Linked DNA regions of Salmo salar: region 1 is linked to region 2. Evidence: chromatin contacts called from public Hi-C data. All regions are on one chromosome and are shown on one strand. The core of a region is the stretch at or near the end of the contact, and the rest is flanking DNA. Distances in the headings are between cores, read along the strand shown. Region 1 overlaps LOC106586301 (tyrosine-protein phosphatase non-receptor type 4). Region 2 holds the start of LOC106586301 (tyrosine-protein phosphatase non-receptor type 4).

Evidence for each region. Hi-C and Micro-C count contacts between places; a contact is called where the count stands out from the background.
Region 1: a Hi-C map of muscle shows a contact between it and region 2, with 5 times the contacts expected there. The contact joins the enhancer-like site here to the promoter of LOC106586301 in region 2. A contact is called at or near these places in 2 of 3 Hi-C or Micro-C datasets (blood and muscle).

What each region holds. Positions count from the first base shown.
Region 1 is chrssa25:19,795,715-19,800,000 of Ssal_v3.1, reverse strand. All of the region lies in intron 14 of LOC106586301 (tyrosine-protein phosphatase non-receptor type 4), which reads right to left. Among protein-coding and RNA genes, the nearest start is that of e41l5, 34 kb to the left of the region's middle. Within about 2 kb of position 1,925, at least 3 of the 13 cell types and tissues checked have an H3K27ac peak or open chromatin away from gene starts, as enhancers often do. A contact at or near this core is called in muscle, where this site is marked.
Region 2 is chrssa25:19,733,082-19,737,219 of Ssal_v3.1, reverse strand. It overlaps LOC106586301 (tyrosine-protein phosphatase non-receptor type 4), which reads right to left and starts at 1,947. Exons shown (of 26, transcript XM_045707341.1): 1 at 1,503-1,947. It also overlaps the pseudogene LOC106586288.

The DNA.
Region 1 (4,286 bases), core at 676-3,175, 63 kb before region 2:
GCGTTTCAAACGTCACTCGCTCTGAGACTTGGAGTAGTTGTTTCCCCTTCCTCTACGTGGGTAACGCTGCTTCGAGGGTGGCTGTTGTCGATGTGTTCCAGGTTCAAGCCCAGGTAGGAGCGCGGAGAGGGATGGAAGCTATACTGTTACACTGGCAATACTAAAGTGCCTATAAGAACATCCAATAGTCAAAGGTATATGAAATACAAATCGTAGAGAGAGAAATAGTCCTATAATTCCTATAATATCTACAACCTAAAACATCTTACCTGGGAATATTGAAGACATGTTAAAAGGAACCACCAGCTTTCATATGTTCTCATGTTCTGAGCAAGTAACTTAAACGTTAGCTTTTTTTACATGGCACATATTGCACTTTTACTTTCTTCTCCAACACTTTGTTTTTGCATTATTTAAACCAAATTGAACATGTTTCATTATTTATTTGAGGCTAAATAGATTTTATTGATGTATTATATTAAGTTAAAATAAGTGTTCATTCAGTATTGTTGTAATTGTCATTATTACAAATAAAAATGAAATTACAAAAATCTGCCGATTAATCGGTATCGGCCTTTGCGGGTCCTCCAATAAATTGGTATCGGTGTTGAAAAATCATAAATCGGTCGACCTCTAGTAGGCAGAACTGAAAAAGTGTGTGCAAGCAAGGAGGCCTACAAACATGACTCAGTTACACCAGCTCTGTAAGGAGGAATGGGCCAAAATTCACCCAACTTATTGTGGGAAGCTTGTGGAAGGCTACCCAAAATGTTTGACCCAAATTAAACAATTTAAAGGCAATGCTACCAAATACTAATTGAGTGCATGTAAACTTCTGACCCACTGGGAATGTGATTTATGTGCCGCTTCCACGTTGTGGTGTTTATTTCTGATAGTTTTCAAAACCTATGAAGATGTCCATTGAATGCAGATATGCAATTTGTTGACACCACAACACAGTACAGACTAGGATACACATTATCCCAAAAGCGACGCAATAGAAATGTCTTAAATCAGCTGCTCTGTTTTGCTTGTTTACAGCAGGTAACTTCAGAATTTCACCACAAACATTTAGAGAATAAAGGCTCCAACATGGCAGCCGTGCTAAAACCTGGCTGAACTCTATATACAGTATATGGCTCTTTGTGTACCTAACCCGCCTAGTCACAGTGGGGGTGTGTTATAGTGTACCTAACCATCCTAGTCATTCAACCACAGAATTCGCAGGAGGCCCAGGGTGAGTAGAGGCCAGTCACAGCACATTGTCTTTGTTTAGCGTCCTGTATGCCGGGCTGGTGTCACAACACAGGAGACACTGGCCTGGTCCGGAGGGGGACCCTGCAGGAAGGACAGACAGGCCTCTCCAACCTAAACAGACACTATGCTGACATCAGCCACAGGGCTGGGGGGAGGGAGAGACGGGCAGGACTACTGCTTACTGACCACACTAACACAACGTAACACACTTTATCAAATACTAGTTTAAGCTCGAGTATCTTGGTCTGAAATGTTGGTTAGCTTTACAAAAACAGATGGGTGTATTCCGCTAATTACATCAAGACAATAAGTTATAACATGCTACAATTGCGGTCCTTTTTCACAATGACTGTAAAGTCAGGGAAAGTTCAATATTCTCTTTATTCTTTAAAGGACAGTCTAGGGTCAGCCGCCTTTCAAGTGACAGTGTAGTGGGATGTTTTCCTGGTTTACAGATCAGGTTGTAGGGGGGGGGTATTACATGACCTGGTTGCTATGCTTTGGTTTCAACCGCCTGAAACCTTATCCTCACTGAGCTAAGGCTACGTGACAGGGAATATGGTTGTTTTTATGTTTATTTTTGAGAGAGCAGAAGAGAGAATCTATGTGCGTGTGTGTGTGTCACCGGATATAGCAATAAATGTGAGCAGGTGGTTATGTCATCTTCTGGGTCAGTGACAAAAGAGATGAGCAAATGGCTTGGCACGGAATGTGGGTGCGTGCAAGTGTGCCTGTGTGTGTGAAAGCAGAAATGAAATAAGAGCGAAATAGGGAGGGAAAGTATATATGGTGAGTGTAGGCATGTTTGTGTGCATATGCATACTTTAAATAGGGATTATGTAAGTGTCAGAACTATTCCCTTCATTTCCAGTACAGGTGCAGTATCTGTACTAATGCTGGTGACATAGTTATTGGTAAGATAACACAGCAGAACATATAAAAACCATTCCAGCTCTAAGATAAGACAGAAACATATGGAGACTCCGACAGACAGGCTATTAATCGTCCTCCACTCCTAGTGGCACTTAGCCAATCTAGCCTAATAATAAACAGTTACTGGAACTCTGAAAGGCATCTCGAAGAACATAACAGCCAAAAGAACTGGAGTACAGGGTTGGCTGAAGGTTGAGGTTGGGATGACGAGCAGAGGGACGACAGAGGGTGGGAGCGGGACAGGGTGAGGCCAGAGCTGGGTTTACAAGTTGAACATAGCCCCACTCATCAGCGCAATCCAACCCTAGTAGCCCAGTGGTTAGGCTACTCTCAGATGTCAGTGGACCAACACTGCAGTAGACTAGAGCCACGGGCATTTTGACCTATGAGGGTTATACGGCTCCCAGTCAGACAGGCCAAAGGCATTATTATTGTTACTAGTACGGTGTGGATCACCCCCCCCCCCCACCCCCATCCCAGCCCTGCCGAACCCCCTTCATGCCCCCAGAGCTGTAAACACTTCACTTTTTTACAGCCCGTGTTCAAAGTCTCTGTTTCCATTTAAGCCCATTAAATGACATTTGGGAAAGGGTGTGAACTGTAATTGTAAGCCACAGACCACAGGCTAACCGTTAAAAATCAGCTGTTTCAGCAGTCGGAGTAGACAGCATGGCACTGGAACTGTCAAGTCCTATTTAATGTGGCTCCCATAGATTTTTAGACAGCGGCTTTAGTGGGGACTTTAACAGTGGAATCTATGCACTGTCACCAACTTTCATCCTCATTAACAACTATAGTGGTGTTGTTTTGGGAGGGAGCTGGTGAGAGACCTTCCATTATAATGTTTGAGTCTTTTCTGAGCACAAACATATTGTTTCAGTGTAGGCCTAGTCTCTTGTACCGGGCTATAACTAGGGGCCAGAGTTGTTCCTGGTCAGATCATGCAGTCATGTCAACAGGGCTACTCATAACCACCACCTCTCTCATCTTCCTCACTACTGCAGTGTGTCCAGTATCCACAAGGGGTCAGACTTACAAGTGGAGTCCAGTCTGATGCAGTTGCCTTGAGTGGATGAGGCTGACTCGTGATTGGGGTGAGAGTGTGGTAGCAGACTTACGGGGTAGAGTCGGCCTGGGTAGAGGACGCGAATTTGTGATTGGAGAAGACAGGGAGGCTGGGCGAAGCGTGAATCACATGGTCCACCAGGTGCCCAACCGACGACGGCCGCATCCTTGTCCCTTCCTGTATGAACGAGTTCCGGCTGCACGCATACACACAAATCGGTGGTGAGGAGGATTGTGTGTGTGATCAAAGCAATTGAATGTACGCTATCCACAGTTGGAAAACTTATACTTTATTTGGATTCTATGATGTTTTGTCCAGCTCTCTGATACATTTGAATGTGTATAATTCCTTTCACTCATGCAATGAAATGTGTCAGTACCATTACCGAAGGTATTGGAACTGGAATTCCCTCACAATGTACAGTGCATTCGGGAAGTATTCAGTCACCTTGACTTTAGCTGCATTACGTGTTACGTTACAGCCTTATTCTAAAATTGATTAAATCCCCTCAATCTACACACAACACCCAATAATCACAAAGCAAAAACAGGTTTTTGCAAATGTATTCAAAATAAAAAATCACATTTACACAAGTATTCAGACCCTTTACTTAATACTTTGTTGAAGCACCTTTGGCAGATCCTCTCAAGCTCTGTCAGGTTGGATGTGAAGCCACTCCTACATTGTCTTGGCTGTGTGCTTAGGGTCGTTGTCCTGTTGGAAGGTGAACCTTCACCCCAGTCTGAGGTCCTGAGCACTCTGGAGCAGGTTTTCAAGGATCTTTCTATACTTTGCTCCGTTCATCTTTCCCTCGATCCTGACTAGTTTCCCAGTCCCTGCCACTGAAAAACATCCCCACAGCACGTGCAACCATGTTTCACCTTAAGGATGGTGCCAGGTTTCTTCCAGACGTGACGCTGAGCATTCATGCCAAAGAGTTCAATCTTGGTTTCATCAGACCAGAGAATCTTGTTTCTCATGGTCTGAGAAACGTTAGGTGCCTTTTGGCATACTCCAAGTGGGCTGTCAT
Region 2 (4,138 bases), core at 698-3,197:
TGGGTCCAATCAATCTATGTGGCTTCACCAATGCTCATGTCAGCAGGTGCAGTCTATCCCAATTATTCCAGCACCTGAGCCCCTCTCTCCCAAAACCCCACCCACACTCCACTTCAAAATCAGGGATGCCTGGTTCAGGTGCACAACCCATTAAGCCAGGACTCTCTCCACAGGCCATTTCATCTTTACCAGCTGAGTCCCCTAAAACAGGTTTTATTCTAGTTTATACAGAGGCCTCTCTCCTGGCAAAGACAGGCACAGTCTCATAGGCATGAATCTGATTTCTCGCTGAATCCTGACATGGCCCTCTCCAGTAGGATTAGGCTATGTGAAGCAAAGTAGCTATCTATGGGGGCCATATTAGGTGAATGAAATGAGGACATGTGAAAGTGCAGAGGTCCTCTTCTGTCAAACCTGAAGCCGGTCATTCAACGTCCTAGTTGGTTTGATTGAATGAGATTTGGGGACCTGAGAAAGCCTACCAGCACAATTTGGAGACAAGCGGTGATGTAGGCTCAGTCCAACTAAACTCATTCAATAAAAAACTGAATTGAGTTGATGTGGAATTCAAAGTGGAAGTATACGCCCCCCAAAAAATGTGTTTAATGCCATGACACCAAAAACGTGTAATTGAATTTGCTTTCCAGTAGTGAGTACGCAGGTTGAAATCAGTCCAGGTAGCTACTCTCGAACGATAGGCTTCCACCACCACGAATACGATGACTGAGGATTACGTCATTGTTAAAGTTGACCACATTAGCTAAATGATTATGTCCAAATTCAGAAAACACAGATTAGTTACCGGTTTACTCACTTGAAAGCAACCTTGAGTAATATCACAGAGAAGGAAACCCTTGACTTAAAGTAATTCCTCCTCGTGTTTAAAAATGACCAGCAAGTTATAAGACTGATGCAGCTGTCAGTACATTCATATTGTGGGCCATGTACACTGTAACTGGATACCACCTATGATAATTTATAGGCTCTGTTTTAGGCTATTTCTGCAAGGGTTAACTTAACTGAGTAATTAAAATATAAATATTTAGCTAATTGCCTACCTGCAACGTCCACAATTGGATTACTAAATACGGTTATCATATTTCTCCTTCCATCATCTGTCAAGCTTCAGAGTAGGCTTCCACACAGAAAAGTGTAGCTGAAATCTTGTGACTACCGTTACACTGAAATAGCAGTAGTGGATTCAGGGAACATCTTATTTCCCATAATAACTTAAAGGCATAGCCTACATTGTTTAATGGATCCGAGTATGGGACAGTAAATGTTTTTTAACTAAGTAGTTACCAAAACAATGGTGTATTGGTTAGGTTTATGGAGAGCAAACGTCAGAGCAAACAGCTAGATAGCTCGTTAGCAATTTAGCTAGCTAGGTTACCTAAAGTTAGCACAACCAGCTAGCAAACTAGTTAGCTACAGTAGCTACGCTAGCAAGCTGCATTACTTTTCAGTAAAATGGTTGTTAAATAGTTGGTAAATTATCTTACCGTCATAAACAGTTCCAGGGGCGTCCAGTTTTTAAGTAATATGGTTTTCTTACAGCGGGAAATGAGTTTAGGGTGAGGGACTGAAAATCCAAGTTCAGTTCACCCGCTGCCAACTCCGACAAAACCTCATCTTTATCACTGAGAGCCTTCAGCTTCATACACATTCAACTGCGGGCCCTCCTGGCTCGAATCTCGGACTAGCTCGGCAACGAATAATCCACACGCAAGACACAGCAACCATTGGCTACAGCGAACCAGCAGTCATTTCAGACCGAGTGAATGATATTTACAATTCCTTTGATTTGTAAATGCGATGGTATGAGCGACATAAATGTTGGGGGGGATTGGATTATTCGGTCTCTGACTTCTCAGCGGACTGCAGAGTCCGTCGTCAAAGCTCGCTCGCTGCAGCAGAGGCAACAGCATAGCAACGTTATGGCGCAATCTTCGCAGCGCCATCAGTGCACGGGGGTGGAGTCACAGGATAGGGAGGCGTGGTTTTCATTTGTGAAGTCGCGGGTGAGCAATCCTGCAATCTATATTTGTCATGCCATAGTAACTGGTATTTTGCCGGTTTTATAGAGCTACAAAATGTAGGTTAGTGTGGAGACTGCATTTGGCATCACGTTTGTACGTGTGGAGCAGAATAGTCATTAGGCGAGGAGTCATTAGTAATTTCCTCAAGTAATTATTGCCACAGGATATTACATTTCCATTGTTGGTCAGAAATAGCCCACACTAGTTTATCATTGCCATAAATTCAGGAAATACTTAGGTCCGTCAATGTGACTATAACAATACTACACCAGTGTAGATTAGGCCTGACAATGGGACTGTAGATTACAATTTAAATAGGGGCTGTGGCGACATCATGTGGTTAAAAAAACACTCCGTCTCCCAACTGTGTCCAATAATGTGAAGGGATGATGAAAATGTATATTTTACTGACACTGGCAAAGTGGTATATTAAAGACTGAGAATACATTTAAAACAATAATCAATGAAAATTGAACTCCCGAGTGGCGCAGCGGTCTAAGGCACTGCATCTCAGTGCTAGAGGTGTCACTACAGACCCTGGTTCAATTCCAGGCTGTATCACAACCGGCCGTGATTGGGAGTCCCATAGGGCGGTGCACAATTGGCCCAGTGTCATCCGGGTTAGGTTTTGCCGGGGTAGGCTGTCATTGTAAATAAGAATTTGTCCTTACCTGACTTGCCTAGTTAAATAAAGGTTCGATAAAAATTGGAAGTATAAGGACATGAATAATGGATCCTTATGGTATTGCTGACCCTGCTCATCCTTGATTAATTGAAGATTTTAGAGTTGACCAAATCTCTGGACACAGAAATATTATTTATAGTGTCCGAGGGCTATTGCAAGAAACTACATACAATCATTTTCAGTTAATATCCATTATTTGTGTTTAGAATTTTTTGGGAGTTTGAAATTGTGATCTTTGCTCAGGACAAGGGCATTTCCAGGCATAGAGCTGACATGGAAATTAATATTGAAAGTATTTAGAAAAGGGAAAATATTGGTTTTTGGAGTTATAAGATTCCCCTAAATATACATTTTAAGCTCAAATAATGCAACAAAATCAATTTGATCAACTATAAAACATGTAAAAAAGTGTCCCTGTCAGACAAGGATTGTCCCAACTTTCAAGAACCTCAGCTAATTTCCTGCTATTCCAAACATTTTGCCATGAGGCTAAGAATTTTTTTTGGGGGGGGGGTGTTGGGGTCCCCAACGCTCATGAGCTTTCATGCTGCGGTAGAGTGTGTGTTACGCCTATTGTCACAAATTACCCCATGTCGTCTTCACCCAGGCTGAGGGTACCATTGGTGTTTACCCAGTACAGTGCTGTAATTAGTTACAATTAATAATTTTCCGTTGCATAAAAAGATCAGGGGAGTTGTTTGTAATCACATACACAGAGCATTCGTATAACCCAGGAGAGCCTCACTATCAAGACTAAAAAGAAGCTGTCAATGCTGTGACTAGTGTGTATTTTGTTCTGGCTCAAAGATTTAGCCAGAAATAATGTGCCATTGAGATACGCATTTATTTGACAATGACAGTCTCTAGGTTCAGTTTTTCTCAACAAAAGCTGTCAAAGCGTTAATTACTTGTTTATTTTTTTGATACGTGTGTGATGTGATTAAAGTACTTTATTAAGTTGTCCATTTAATATGCAGACAACCTAAATGGCCACCAACTAAATGTGGAGATTCAATGCTGTATATTAATATCATTCTCGCCAAGTAACCAACTTTAAAAAGATTACTTTCTTTAAATCAAACAGATTCTTGATTCCCTTAATGCACACCTCGCTCTCTTTTTGGTTAAACATTCACAACACAGTTTCATCTTACACAAGGCAGCTGTACATGTTTAACATTATAACAGACTTTGTTAAATGTGGCTTTTTATGAAAACTTTTTATTGTACCTTGCCCTGATGTGTTTTACAACAGCACAAAAGTCCAGGTGCACATATAGACCACCTATAACATCCATTTTAGGCAAAGGTAAAATTGAGGTCACTGTTAAGAGGAAAGGAAGCATTCAAGTTTAGGGATGACTGCCATTATTCAGGCAATGTTACATGTGGTTGAAATTCACTTTTTCTTACT